3 separate regions of the Mus musculus genome follow, and all the other regions are linked to region 1. Evidence: chromatin contacts called from public HiChIP or PLAC-seq data. All regions are on one chromosome and are shown on one strand. Each heading gives the region's core, a stretch centred on a gene start, on an enhancer-like site or on the middle of the called end of the contact. The rest is flanking DNA. Distances are from core to core; before and after follow the strand shown.

Region 1 (3,889 bases), core at 1,262-3,761:
TTGTCCTGTGGTGACTGTTCACCTGTCTCTATACGGGGACACTCCTTGACATATTGGTTTTTACCTCCCTAGTGTCAACCACTGTGCCAGCTAGATCGTTGTTTGATCGGCAGTCTGAAAGTCAATCTATCAGGTACATCTATGAAGCTAAATCTCAGCTAACTTTGGTCAGGATTCAAAGTGTGATTCACCCAGACTCTTTAAATGTCACTAAAGGTCACCACTGACATTAGGGTGCTGTGGCCCCTGAAGCAAACAGTAGAACCTTCAGCCAATCACCAGGGAGCTATTGTGCTTGGAACTTTTTTTTTTTTAAATAGAGGTCAGTGGCTTGCCCGCTCCTCCAGGAGATCCAGAATGCCATTTGCTTGGACTTAAGCCAGAGGCCATTTACTTCTCCAGCCTGATTCCCTTGCGCTCAAGTCTGCAGAATTTTGTACTTAGTTGCTATGTCATAGCATGGCCGTGAGCTCAAAGGAAACACACAGACCACTTGGCAAGACAGATTTCTTTTTTAGGTATCTTTAGAAACTAAAGAGCTCAGAGCCTCTACCCTCTAATTACAGACTGCACCCTACAGCATTGGTGAAGCTGAGCCTGGCTATGGGGACAGGCACTGAGTCCACCCCAGAAGCAGCAGCTGGGTAACTTTAGTGTCCCTTGGTTCTTGAACATTGCTTGACTCCTCAATTCCCTTTTTTCCTACTGATGTTAGCTTATGTTGTAGAACGATGTCAGGGAACCTCGGGTCAGAGAAGCTGCCCGCTGCATCAGATCAGCTGCGCCTGCTTGCAAGAATCCATAATTACAGCATTTATAGCCTGTTCCCATTCTCTCTGGGGCCGGAGTAGAGGGGCTGGCAGTCACGGGAGCCTATCCACTCCTCCAAGCCTCTCGTCTGCAATTCTGCTTTAATTGCAAGAGACATCCTGATCTTGGGAGACAACAGAATTTGTAGATTTGTAGGCTGCAGAAATGAAAGGGGCCCCGTCTAGGCAGCTATGGGGAAGCCATCATCCATGCTGGTCAAAGAATTTGCATGTGGCTACAGTAAATCCTCCTCCCATCCATGCTCTCTGAGGAACCCCAACCTACTTTTTAGCTGACCAGGGTGGACACTGGCAGAATCTGTTCTTTGCTGTGTTGTTAGGACCTCACGGGGAGGGGTGATATTGTCTCTGTCTCCCCAGGGAAGGGGTCTTCACAGTAGTTGTGATGCACTGTAGCATCTACAGATACCTTGAAGCCTTTGAAGTGTGAACACCTTATGTCCCGGGTCCACCCTTTTGGCTTCTCTGGCTGTGTTGTAATCTACAACGTTCAAGCTCAAGAAAAGCACAATTCAGTTATTGAAAAAAATGCAAAAAACCCCAAAACAACAACAAAAAGCACCCCAAAACAAAACAAAAGAACAAAACCAAAAACCAAAACCAAACCAAACAAACAAACAAAACCCCTTTCCTCATGGCATTTTATGTAGGTTTATGATTTTGTGTTGACCTACAGTTGTCCCTGGCCTGAGGTTTAGACATCCTGGGACATATGACATTTATATATTCAAGTATTTGGTTCCTTGCTAGTAAATTGAAATTAACCTTAATCCCATTTTAAAAAAAAACCAAATCATTTTTATTTCTTAATTATGTATCCGTCAGATCTCCTAGAAATACAGGTGGTTGAGCCCCTGGGATGAGAACCCAACTTGGAGCCGTTTTGAGAATAGTGCATGCTCTTAACTGCTGAACCATCTCTCCTGTTCACCTCTCCTGAAAGAGCTTCTGTGGATTTGCCATGTTCCCTGTGAGATGCAGAAGAGAGCGGGGTGTTCCCAAGTGACGATAAGTGCTTATGACCCCAGGTAGACCCACACACCTTCGTAGAGACTTTATTGACTCCCAAGCCTCACTCAGACTTTTGCTCTAATTTCTCTGCTGTCTGGGGAGCTTTGGGAACATGGCGTACAAGTGGTAGCTGAGGAGAGGAAGTTCCTGTCGCTGTCCCAGAGAATCCGACCCCATCTTTCACATCCTCTTTGCATTCCCCAGGCCCTCTGACCGCAGTCAGGTCTCCACTGCATAAGGCTTCATTCAAATAGATCCTTAAATGCACCAGTCTGTCCTCTGCAGTCTCTCTTCCTCTTCCCTCCTTTCCTCTCATCAGTGCCCCAACATCTCTCTATCCCTCCATCCTGCCTCAGTTACCAGAAGCACCCCGCCTAGAGACTTCTGCCACTGAGATCGGGTGGTGCCCTCAGGTTTTTCCTTGTCTATGCCCCTCACCCCCACCCTGTACAGATGTCCTGGGATCAGAGGCTGCTGGGAATGGGGGGGGGGGGAGGGTGGTGTGGACTTCTCCACTGCATGATCTTAATTTCTATAGGAGGAGAGACAGCAAGGAAGACTGTTTCTGTCCCAGACTGCAGTGGCTTTCCTGTAAGGGCTCCCAACAGCTGTGCAAAAGCAGAACCTGTCTAGACTGGGGGCTCCCAAGGCTGGGAAAGAGGTTGTCCCAGCGGTGAGTTCTCCGTGGGGGAAAGAGCAAGGTCGCCCTCTACAGGCAGCAGTGGGCTCTGTTGTATCTTCAGAGTTGCTGACTTCTCAGCTCTGCCTGTGTAGACATGAATTGGTGTTGAAGGTAGCCTGGAATGGGGCCTTGAGAGAATCCCGGGGTAAAGAGGGCTGCAGTGTAGTTCTTCTGAAGCCACTTTGGCCTTCTCGATGTGCCCCACTGCCAGGAGTAGCGTCTGTGTTCTTCTTGGCTCCACAGTCATGCCGTTTTAATTTCATCTAACTCCCCCCATGCAAAGGGCTTTCTTTAGGTAAGAACCGAGGCTTTGGTTTCATCGAGATCAGTTCTGGGGTTCCTGAGTTTCTCACCATCTGTGTGACCCACTCACTGCCCAGGACCTCGTTGCAGTAGTAGCCGGTGTATCCCTGCCCAAGGTGAGCTCTGGGAAATGTCGAGACTATTGAGCTCCGTTGTTGTGGGCAGCATCTGACCTGCGAGTGCTGAATGCTCAGATGCTGGGACAAATGTCTGTCCTGCTTGGGGCAGGTGAGCACTTTAACAATCTCATCTTTAGGGCTATCCATCGAGAAGATTGTAAATAACTGCTTGCTGCTTTTGTGATTTTTTTTTTCCCTTATGTTTGGTGATTCCTTTTGGGGCTACATCCACACGGTGCCAAAAGTACCCAGGTAACTCAGTAAGCACCTCTCAGATCATCCATGTAACATGTGTGACGCTCTCTCCTCCTTACCCCTTGCCCTGCTGGAAGGGAGTTAGCCTAAACCAGAATAAACACGTTGATCAATGGTACCCCAGCACTCACACCAGTGATGCAGGGTCAGGGATATCTGTCTGCTTGGAGGATCGATTGGTAAGGGGTAGATGGAGAATTGCCATGAGTGTAACCATGTCAGAAGCATCCACAACAATAATTTAATAAGCTATGTCAGTTTCCTTGGTTACAATTTCCCTCCAGTGTTAGCCATTGGCCATCACAGGTTCTTTGATGCTCATCTTAAATACTCATATCGACTCAGAACACACATTCACATCATTCAGTGTGTAGATATATATGAAATCCATATCAATGTACATATGTGAAATATAGATGTATGTATACACATATACGAGGTATATAGAGATGTATGTACATGAAATATTATAGATGTATGTATATATACACACATATGAGATATATAGAGATGTATGTACATGAAATATTATAGATGTATATATACACACACACATATGAGATATATAGAGATGTATGTAGATACACAGGTTACCGAGGGTAACGAAGCCTCGGCTGACTTCCTGAGGGCGGTGGCACATTGCTGGCACAGGTAAGGAGCGCCATCACAGGGTCAGATATTAACTAATC
Region 2 (4,046 bases), core at 1,266-3,765, 340 kb before region 1:
GGCTGAGGGCATTCACAATGGTATGGGGATCTTGCCTCTATGATGTAGTGACCTCTGAGAGCCTCTATTTCTTCTTCTGGGATATGCATAAATATGGCTACTTTAAAGGCACACATTAACTGGGTGATGGTAACATACCTTTAATTCCAGCACTCAGGAAGCAAATCTCTGAGAGTTTGAGGCCAGTCTGGTCTACAAAGCGAGTTCCAGGACAGTCAGTGCTATATAGAGAAACCTTGTCTCGAAGATACAAACGCAAAGCAAAGCAAAGCAAAGCAAAGCAAAGCAAAGCAAAGCAAAGCAAAGCAAAGCAAAGCAAAACAAAACAAAACAAAACAAAACAAAACAAAACAAAAATCACACACTAGACACACACTGACACAAAGAATCAGAGAAGAAATAGATCACTGAAGTCTAAGTTATGTTAAGACACCACAGATCTAGGTCTTTGTGGATCTAATATGTCAGAATAGTGCTAAATGATCTTCCTAGCCAGCTACAGTTCTGGCCATTCCGTACTGTAGCATTGACTTGATAGCATTTTCTGGAAGCTCTCTCTCCAGAATGTTGATGGGGAAAATACGTGAATGCAGGTATAAGGTCTGTGGGTGTATCTCCATGCACTCTATACTTTGCCTGGTGCACAAAATTCCCTAAGTAGAAGTTGTGGGCTGTGGAGACCCAAAAAGAGGAGGAAAGAAGAAAAGGGCTCCCAGAGAGAGAGTGGCCGAGAGAGCAGACTTCTGTGTTCCCTTTGGTTACTCGGCTTTGCTCTAAGAGAAGTGATGGAGATGAAGATCCTTCATCTGTTGCCTCGGGGCAGGAAGATGAAGAAGCCATCCGTTGCCCTCATCTGAGTTCCTCCAGGGAGTCTTTGGCCATCTACACAGATGCCACACTCTCCACTTCCAACCTTGTCCATGTGTTCAGTGATCAGGCATAATCCACCAGAGCCTGCATCTGATGCAAGGCTCACCTCTAGACCACTGCTGCAGTGGGCCAAGGGCCACCTTCTACTCAGTGTTATAAAATGGAGGGCGTAAGACTTGTGGGCAAAAGTCCAACCTGGGTTTCTCAGAAAATTGCTGATCTGTGGCCTCTAGAAAAGAGGGCAGTGGGTCTTACATTGACCAATAACCTGACTCATTATATCCAAAAGGTACCCTACCCATTCCCTCCATAGAAGACCTTACATTCCCATCGTAGAGTCCCACAGAGGGCCCTAGAGTTCCTCTTCTTTGTACTGAAGACCACTCTAAAATCTGGTGTGGACCCAGGACACCGAAAGTTCTCAGAGATCACTGCTTCTTCATGAGGACCACCCCACCCAACAAAACAGCTTTTTAACAGGAAGGGTCGTTGTAGGCTCCTTCTATACAGGGGCCGCTCCTAAAAGCCCACACCTCAGATCTTCCAAGAACAGGACCCAGAAAGTTCAGGATGCTTAATTTTCAAACCAGTTCTCTCATTTGATTCTGATGTTAGCTCAATTTAAGTTTCTTCACCCCCCTCAAAATTGAAGTCTCAGTTCAACCACTGGCCTACTTATATAATCAACGAATAATATATTTAAGATGTTGGGAGCTCATAGATAGCCTCCAACAGATCTGAAACAGATCTGGGTAGATAAATGGAGACATAGGTAGAGTTAGATCTGGGGTTGTCTGTCAGTCATGTCTTCAGTACACCAGTCTTTCTAGCCCCCGGGGAGAGATTGCTTCAGCCCACAAGAGGCTGAGCTGTGGGAGTTTCCCTCCTGCCTGTTCTGTCTTTGCTCAGGTAAATTCCAGGCTCATCGTTACCCGACAGCAGCCCTCTACGGGCTCTGCACATGGCTGCGGCTGCCTGCTATGTTACTCTCAGACAAACCCATGGTTTTGGAAGGAGTCAGTTCCACTGTCACACTTCTTTGGCAAACTTTGAAGGGGTCCTTTATGGTATACCCAAGTCTCCTTCCTTGTGCCCATCTTGGATGGGAGAACGTTCTCTTCCCTGTCAGCCACAGAAGCTGAATTCCTCTTCTCTCAGGAAATGGCAACATTTATATCTGTGACACTGGTCCCCACCCACAAGCCAGCTTGTGCTGCAGAAGCCTGGTTCCAGGTTCTTGCACCTCTCCACTTCTCCCGCCAACCCTAGAGCGCTCCATGGGAGTTAAGAGGGCTCTGTGCCTCAGCCTCCAAGTTGGGAGCAGATGCGACCCTTGTTTGGCTTCCCAGAAGGCTTTGGGTCCTAGTTGCTGTGTTCTCACCCTGTGCAGCAAGCATCTATCTGTTCTCCCTGGTGCTGTCAAATCTGGAACCAGTTGGACATCGCAACCATGGCAGGCTCGTCCCTCCCTGCCATCCCATGGCTCCCTCTGTATTCTCCCCAGGATTTTGCTCTCTTGGTTGCCTCTCACCCCGCACTCTTCGAGGGGGCACGTAGGAGAAATTGCAGGGCTGCAGCCCCCCCCCTTCTTGTTAGAAGGAGCAAGGCTGTTTGCCACTTCCTACAGTGTAAGAGGAAGCAGAAGCCTGCATTTATAGTTAGTGCTGAGCCTGTGTGGGCTTCCAGGTGTCGTAACAAACATGTCCCCTCCTGTAAGCCGCTTCCATCTGGAGGAGCTGCCTCATTTCCCTCACTCGGCCTGACAAGATCCATGAGGGCCCTCACCAAGAAGGCTGAAGTGATGACTGACGGTGCGACAGTTTAACCGTGACTGTACAGAACAGGCACATGGGGTAGGTCTGGAAACAGAAGACACTGGGAAGGAATCCAGAAAACAGAGAAACCCCTGCAGATGTTAAGATCCAAGGGAGGGCAGAGATGTTGGTTCAGGTGCATCCTCAGGGGCTGGAATCTGAAAGCATGCTCTTGGGTGACAAGGACCAGAAGACCTGATTTCTTTCATGAGAATCAAAGTGGAGAGGAAAACAAAGGCCCTATCCCCTCCCACCCCAGGCCGGATCAGGAAGCCAGGCTGCTCTCAGGGACAGCACACAGCGTCTCCACTAAAGGTTGCTCAGTCTGGGGACCTGAAACTGAGACAGGTGTAACAGGCCCACTGGAACAAGTGGGGCTTTCCCAGAGTGGCTGACAGACAAGAAGTACGTGTTCAGAAAGTGGGACAAGCCCAGCACACATCAGGAGTGTGCTCAGAGCATGGGACAACCACTTAGATCAAACCTGCCCAATAAGGACTTATGAGACCCTCATCACTACAATGGAGCCCTGGCTCATATCCTGGAGGAAGGCATGCTGGACAGAGAGGCCAAGGATGCTGAGGTTGGACAGGCAGTGCTGGGCTTTCCCCACAGTCCAACAGCATCCCTTCACATCCATCTACTCAATCAGCTTGGTGCAATTGTCCATCTTCAATCATGCCTGCATGGTGAAGCCTTCATGAAGGTTCAAATGACAGGATGAGGGAGTCTCTGGTCTCCGCATGTGGATGTTGCTGGAAGATGGGGCATCTGAGCAGTCATGACAGATTAGGGCCCATCTCTATTCTTCATCCTGGATGTGGCTTCATGCAAATCACTTGAACTAGTAATAGTACAGTAATTGTAGTAATAGTACAGTCATACTCTCGTCATCTAGCAAAGAACCTATGTGCTTTTCTGAATACTGTGAACAGGGCAGCAAAGGAACTGATCCCAGAGAGCAGGTCCTGGAGTCTTCCTGCCTGAAGTAGTAAATGAAGGAAAAAAGAGAAAAGAAGCTACCTCCCTTTTCTCTATTAGAAAAATAAAAAAGCCAATGTGTTTCTAAAGTCAGAAGCTGATTAAGTGGGTGTGGCCATTTCTGATTTTGAGATGAAGAAACTGAGAAGTGCCCGCATTAACTTTGCTCATTGCTGTGACAAACTATCCAACAGAGGCAACTCAGGGAAAGGAGGATTTAGTATAGCTCACAGCATGAGGGTAGAGCCCTTCCTGGTGGGGATGGCTTGGCGGCAGGAGTGTGAGAGATCTGGTCACAAAAGCTGGCATCCAATTCACTTTCTCCTTAGGAAAGTTAGTGTGTGTGTGTGTGTGTGTGTGTGTGTGTGTGTGTATGTGTGT
Region 3 (4,435 bases), core at 501-3,000, 440 kb before region 1:
TCTTCCACCTCCTGCCTTCCTGCCTTTGTCTCCTACCTGTGTCCCTCTTTCCCTCTGTTCCAGTCACCGGCCCAGCACACACAGAGGCCACCCCTGCCACTCTCTCCTAGTTGGGAGCTCAGGAAGAGCTTCCCTGAGCTACCTGAGAGGCTGACTACCCTATGCACTACGGCAACCCTAAGCTTCCCAACCCACTCTACCTGTTCCACGCACTTTCCACTAACACTGTAACCGTAGCACCGGAGGCCTCTATCAGTCACTGTTATTACATCCACAGTGACAACGGATAACCACCTAACAGTCTATCACCACCAGAGCGTTCCACCTTTGACTGAACTCTTCTTTACACAATCTCCTCTCTTCCGGAAACAGCTCCAAGGACCAAGTTCACTTCTTTGTCCCCAGGATTTACAAGAGCACTGCCTGACAACACTCCAGCAATGTCTGAGCAGCAGCCACATGCTACTCAACACTTAAAAACGGCATGCACCACTACGGAAATAAATTCTACATTTTAATCTGTTTACATTTTGAGTGGCTACATGTGGTCATAGCTACAGCAAAGATCTAGAACAAAGAGTGGAGCATGAAGCAGTTGATACTATCAAGCACGGTGGATAAGCCATATTTACAGCCATTGCTGAAGTGACTATGTACAGGTCTTTTGTATTGCAATTACAATACTGATTTCAGTTCTCAGGAGGCAGAGGCAGGAGGACCTTTGTAGCTCCAGGCCAGTGAGGGCTACACAGTGAGACTTTGTCTTGGAACAAACCCAAAAAGAACAAACAAACAAAACACAAAATACAATATAGAGTTCACTTGTCTCAACACGGGCTACCTCAGCCCTGCCAACAAATAAGTCAGAAAGGAAAAACGAACAAACAAAACATCTTCATGTAATACAAAATCAGGCCCAGGTCTGTGCCAAGACACACCAAAATGTGCTAGCGTGCAAAACACAAAGCAGTTCCTGTTTGCCTATTTTTAATTCTTACTGGAGGAAGTAAGTCTTTATCAAGTCTCATGTCTGGGTCACAAGCAAACAAGGGCTCTGTTAATTAAACAAAACAAAACAAAACCATGCATTACTAAGGAGGGCTGACTTCACAGGCAACCTTTGGCACGTCCGTGCTCTCCAGTCTCTCGCCCAGATCTCAGCCTTAATTTTTTTAAAGATCTATTTATTTATTATTTATTTATATGAGTACACAGCAGCTGTCTTCAGACACACCAGAAAAGGGCATCAGATCCCCATTACAGATGGTTGTGAGCCACCATGTGGTTGCTGGGAATTGAACTCAGGACCTCTGGAAGAGCAGCAGTCAGTGCTCTTAACCGCTGAGCCATCTCCCCAGCCCCAGATCTGTCTTGAGACCTGGAATGAATGAGCCGGCCACAGGCAGCCTGGCCCCGAGGCCTGCTCGCTGCAGGGGCGGCGGAACTTGGTGCAGGAGGGGAGGGCGCAGAGAAAGGCCATGGCAGAGAAGCGGGGACCGGACAGTCCCGGGGATCCGGGACCGACTCCCCGAGAGCGGTTCGCGGTCCCCTCTCCCACTGTCGCCGCGGCCGAGGACGTTACCTGCGCCGTCAGGCCTTGCTCCTCGTCGTCCTGGCCGCTCAAGACGCGCCGCAGCTTCTCCATAGCCCTGTCCTCTTGCCACGCCGCCGACCCCTAGCTCGTCCGGCCCCCACGCCCACCCGGAAGCCCGGAATCCGCACCTTCAAGCGCCGGCCGGAAATCCGGACTTCCGCTTCCTTCAAGCATGCGCACCTCCTTGCTCTTTAATCTGCTGGGGCGGGCCTGATTACGTCACTTCCGGCGCGCCCACGGGTGCCCGCAGGGGGCTGGTGAGTGGCTTTTCTTATCCTCAAGATCGTTCAGCCAGCCAGTAGGGAGGGACACAGTTAGAGCTGTCTGTCCGGCCTGGTGCAGAGAAACAGTGTCCAGTTGCATGACTGTCCAGGCACTGAGTGACAGGTCCTGCCCCGATTGTTTTGGGTTGGAGAGATGGTAATGAAATGGCCTTTATTTTAACGATTTCACTAACAGCTTCCTCCTTAAAATTGGATCAAGAAAAAAAAAAGGGTTAATTGTCAATCCTACTGCCTCGCGAAAGGCAGTCATTACTAGAGAAGGGGATCTTTTACAGATGAAACTGCTCCAGCGTTCTCAGGGAGTTAGACCTGAACGAACAAAAGTGCGAAAGCCCCGTCCCTTTGCCCTTTGAAAGATTACAAAGATGATAACGAATGTACAATAAAAATCGTCCTTGATGTCCAATAAAATAGTTTTTAATATGGCTACACGTTTTCCCTTTGAAGTATAGTAACTTCTATATTAAAAAATCTGATAACAGTAGTTATGAAAAGTCTGTTTTTCAATATATATGAAATTGCCAGTACTCACAATATAGTTGAAACCTCGATTTGAAGGAGTCAGTATGTACTTGAAATAATTAGTGGCAGTTTAAAAATTCTGGTGACATATACATGGATCTTAATGTCACAGTGAAACCCATTAATTTGTACAAATGATAGGGTGTTAATTATAGTAACAAGAATAAACAACGATCCTAGAATGTGTTGCAGACAGAAAGCTATTTAGTAACCCAGTTTTGCCTGAGACTTAACCTCTTAGTGTTCTGATTTGATATATATGTGACCCCACCCCCTTCTGTCATTTGCCTGTGTGTCTGTGTACCATATTCATGCACAGCCCATAGCTATCAGAAGAAGGCATCAGATTCCCTAGAACTGGAATTAGGGAAGATTGTGAGCTGCTGTGTGGGTGCTGGGAAACTGAATCCTCTGGAAAAGCAGCCAGTGCTCTTAACCACTGAGCCCATCTCTCCAGGCCCCTGTCATTCTTAAGGCCGAGTACGATCTTATGTAGAATAGAGACCTTGGGCAACACACATGTCTTGAAGTGTAAATTGCCTGACAAATTTAATTATATAGAACAAAATGTAACTATTAAAAACAAGGACTGAGGGCTTGAGAGATGGATCAGAGGTTAAGAACACTGGATGCTCTTCCAGAGGCCCTGAGTTTGATTCCCAGCACCCACTTGGTGACTTCCAACCACCTATAAAGGGATCTGATGACCTCTTTTGTCATGCAGGCATACATGCAAATAGAGCATAATAAATAAATAAATATATTTAGTATTTATTATATATAACATATATTAACTTATATTATTATATAAATAAACAGAGCATAAATAAATCTTAAAAGCAAAATAAAGACTGAACTAGAGGTGGTGGCGCATGCCTTTAGTACAGCACTCAGGAGGCAGAGGCAGGCAGATCTCTTGTGTTAGAGGCTAACCTGGTCTACAAAGTGAGTTCTAGGATAGCCAGGGCTACACAGAGAAACCCTGTCTCAAAAACCCATACAACCAAACAAACAAAAGGCCAATGTATAGGTTTTATTGTTTCTTGTTCCCTAGAAGCCAAACCTGTCTTCTGAACAATGTTACAAAGAATTTATTAGATCCATTGTGGGGGATAATAAAATGAGTAAGGGCCTAGGTTCTGGAGAGAAACTGGGCTAGAATCTTGTCCCCACTCCTTGTAGCCTTGGGATTTGACAAAAATCACCACAAACCTTGGCTTCAGATATGGAAATAAGGAAGGCATAATGGTGCAAGCCTTTAAACCCAGCACTTGAGAGGCAGAGGCAGTGGATCTCTGTGAATTCAAGCCAGCCTGGTCTACGTAGTGTGAGGGAAAGCCAGCTACATAGTGTGAGGGAAAGACCATGTCTCTAAAACAAAACAAATATGAAAATAACATCTATCCCTTCCTTACAGAGCTGTTAAGGGACTAAATAGAAAAACCCTGAAAACATCCTTATCAGTAACAGCTTCTGGGGTTGGAGATGCTACAAATCAGTCAGTCCTTGTAGCACTTTCCGGGCCATGCAGGCTCAGGGTCAGCGTTTTGAGATCCAGAGAGGTAGGCTGCCTTATTTCAGTTCATGTTATAAACAAATTTCCCTTCTGGGCCCCAATCAGTGCCCCAGTTTTCACATTATTGTCCTCCTCCTCCTCTTCCTGCTGCTGCTGCTGGTCTCACTGTTTGATGAGTCAGGGACCATCTTTCCTGCCCAGTCTCCTAATTGCCTTCTTAGGAAGATGGAAAGAAAAGCCTTACTTGGACATAGGGTGGCAGCTGTGCGTCCAACCTTAACAAATCTGTATAATGCAAAGCAAACAAGGTTACATAATGATCAGCTGACAAAGACGTGACCAGAGGTTTTCAAGAACCCAGCTGCATGTGCTCAAGAAAATGATTGCTCGGCATCCCCCAAGTCAGCATTTGTGGTGGCTTTCCTGAACATAAGGGCCCAAATAGCAAGGATCTTGCCTGGAAACACTGAGAACAGGGCTGGCACTCACTCACTGTGGAACTGGTGCTCTTCATCCTCC

The links. HiChIP or PLAC-seq counts read pairs in DNA pulled down with a chosen protein or histone mark.
Region 2: a contact with region 1 is called in an H3K27ac HiChIP or PLAC-seq map of microglia, with 4 times the contacts expected there. The contact joins two enhancer-like sites. A contact is called at or near these places in 1 of 484 Hi-C or Micro-C datasets (the G1E-ER4 cell line) and 2 of 115 datasets of contacts at active chromatin or transcription factors (microglia and regulatory T cell precursor).
Region 3: a contact with region 1 is called in an H3K27ac HiChIP or PLAC-seq map of microglia, with 8 times the contacts expected there. The contact joins the promoter of 4930506C21Rik here to the enhancer-like site in region 1. A contact is called at or near these places in 2 of 39 promoter capture datasets (the HPC-7 cell line and hippocampal neurons), 1 of 15 datasets of contacts at CTCF or cohesin (embryonic stem cells), 5 of 484 Hi-C or Micro-C datasets (Th1 cells, cortical neurons, embryonic stem cells and 1 more) and 8 of 115 datasets of contacts at active chromatin or transcription factors (bone marrow-derived macrophages, embryonic limb bud, embryonic stem cells and 4 more).

Annotation. Positions count from the first base shown.
Region 1 is chr17:7,867,458-7,871,346 of GRCm38.p6, reverse strand. All of the region lies in intron 5 of Gm1604a (predicted gene 1604A), which reads left to right. Among named protein-coding and RNA genes, the nearest start is that of AU041480, 32 kb to the right of the region's middle. Within about 2 kb of position 2,511, at least 42 of the 459 cell types and tissues checked have an H3K27ac peak or open chromatin away from gene starts, as enhancers often do. A contact at or near this core is called in Th1 cells, bone marrow-derived macrophages, memory CD8 T cells and 2 more, where this site is marked.
Region 2 is chr17:8,209,355-8,213,400 of GRCm38.p6, reverse strand. No RefSeq gene overlaps it. Among named protein-coding and RNA genes, the nearest start is that of Ccr6, 25 kb to the left of the region's middle. Within about 2 kb of position 2,515, at least 41 of the 459 cell types and tissues checked have an H3K27ac peak or open chromatin away from gene starts, as enhancers often do. A contact at or near this core is called in microglia, where this site is marked.
Region 3 is chr17:8,308,433-8,312,867 of GRCm38.p6, reverse strand. It overlaps 4930506C21Rik (RIKEN cDNA 4930506C21 gene), which reads left to right and starts at 1,750. Exons shown (of 5, transcript NR_073374.1): 1 at 1,750-1,851. Sft2d1 (SFT2 domain containing 1) reads right to left here and starts at 1,765. Exons shown (of 8, transcript NM_134114.2): 1 at 1,583-1,765. The coding sequence starts at 1,645.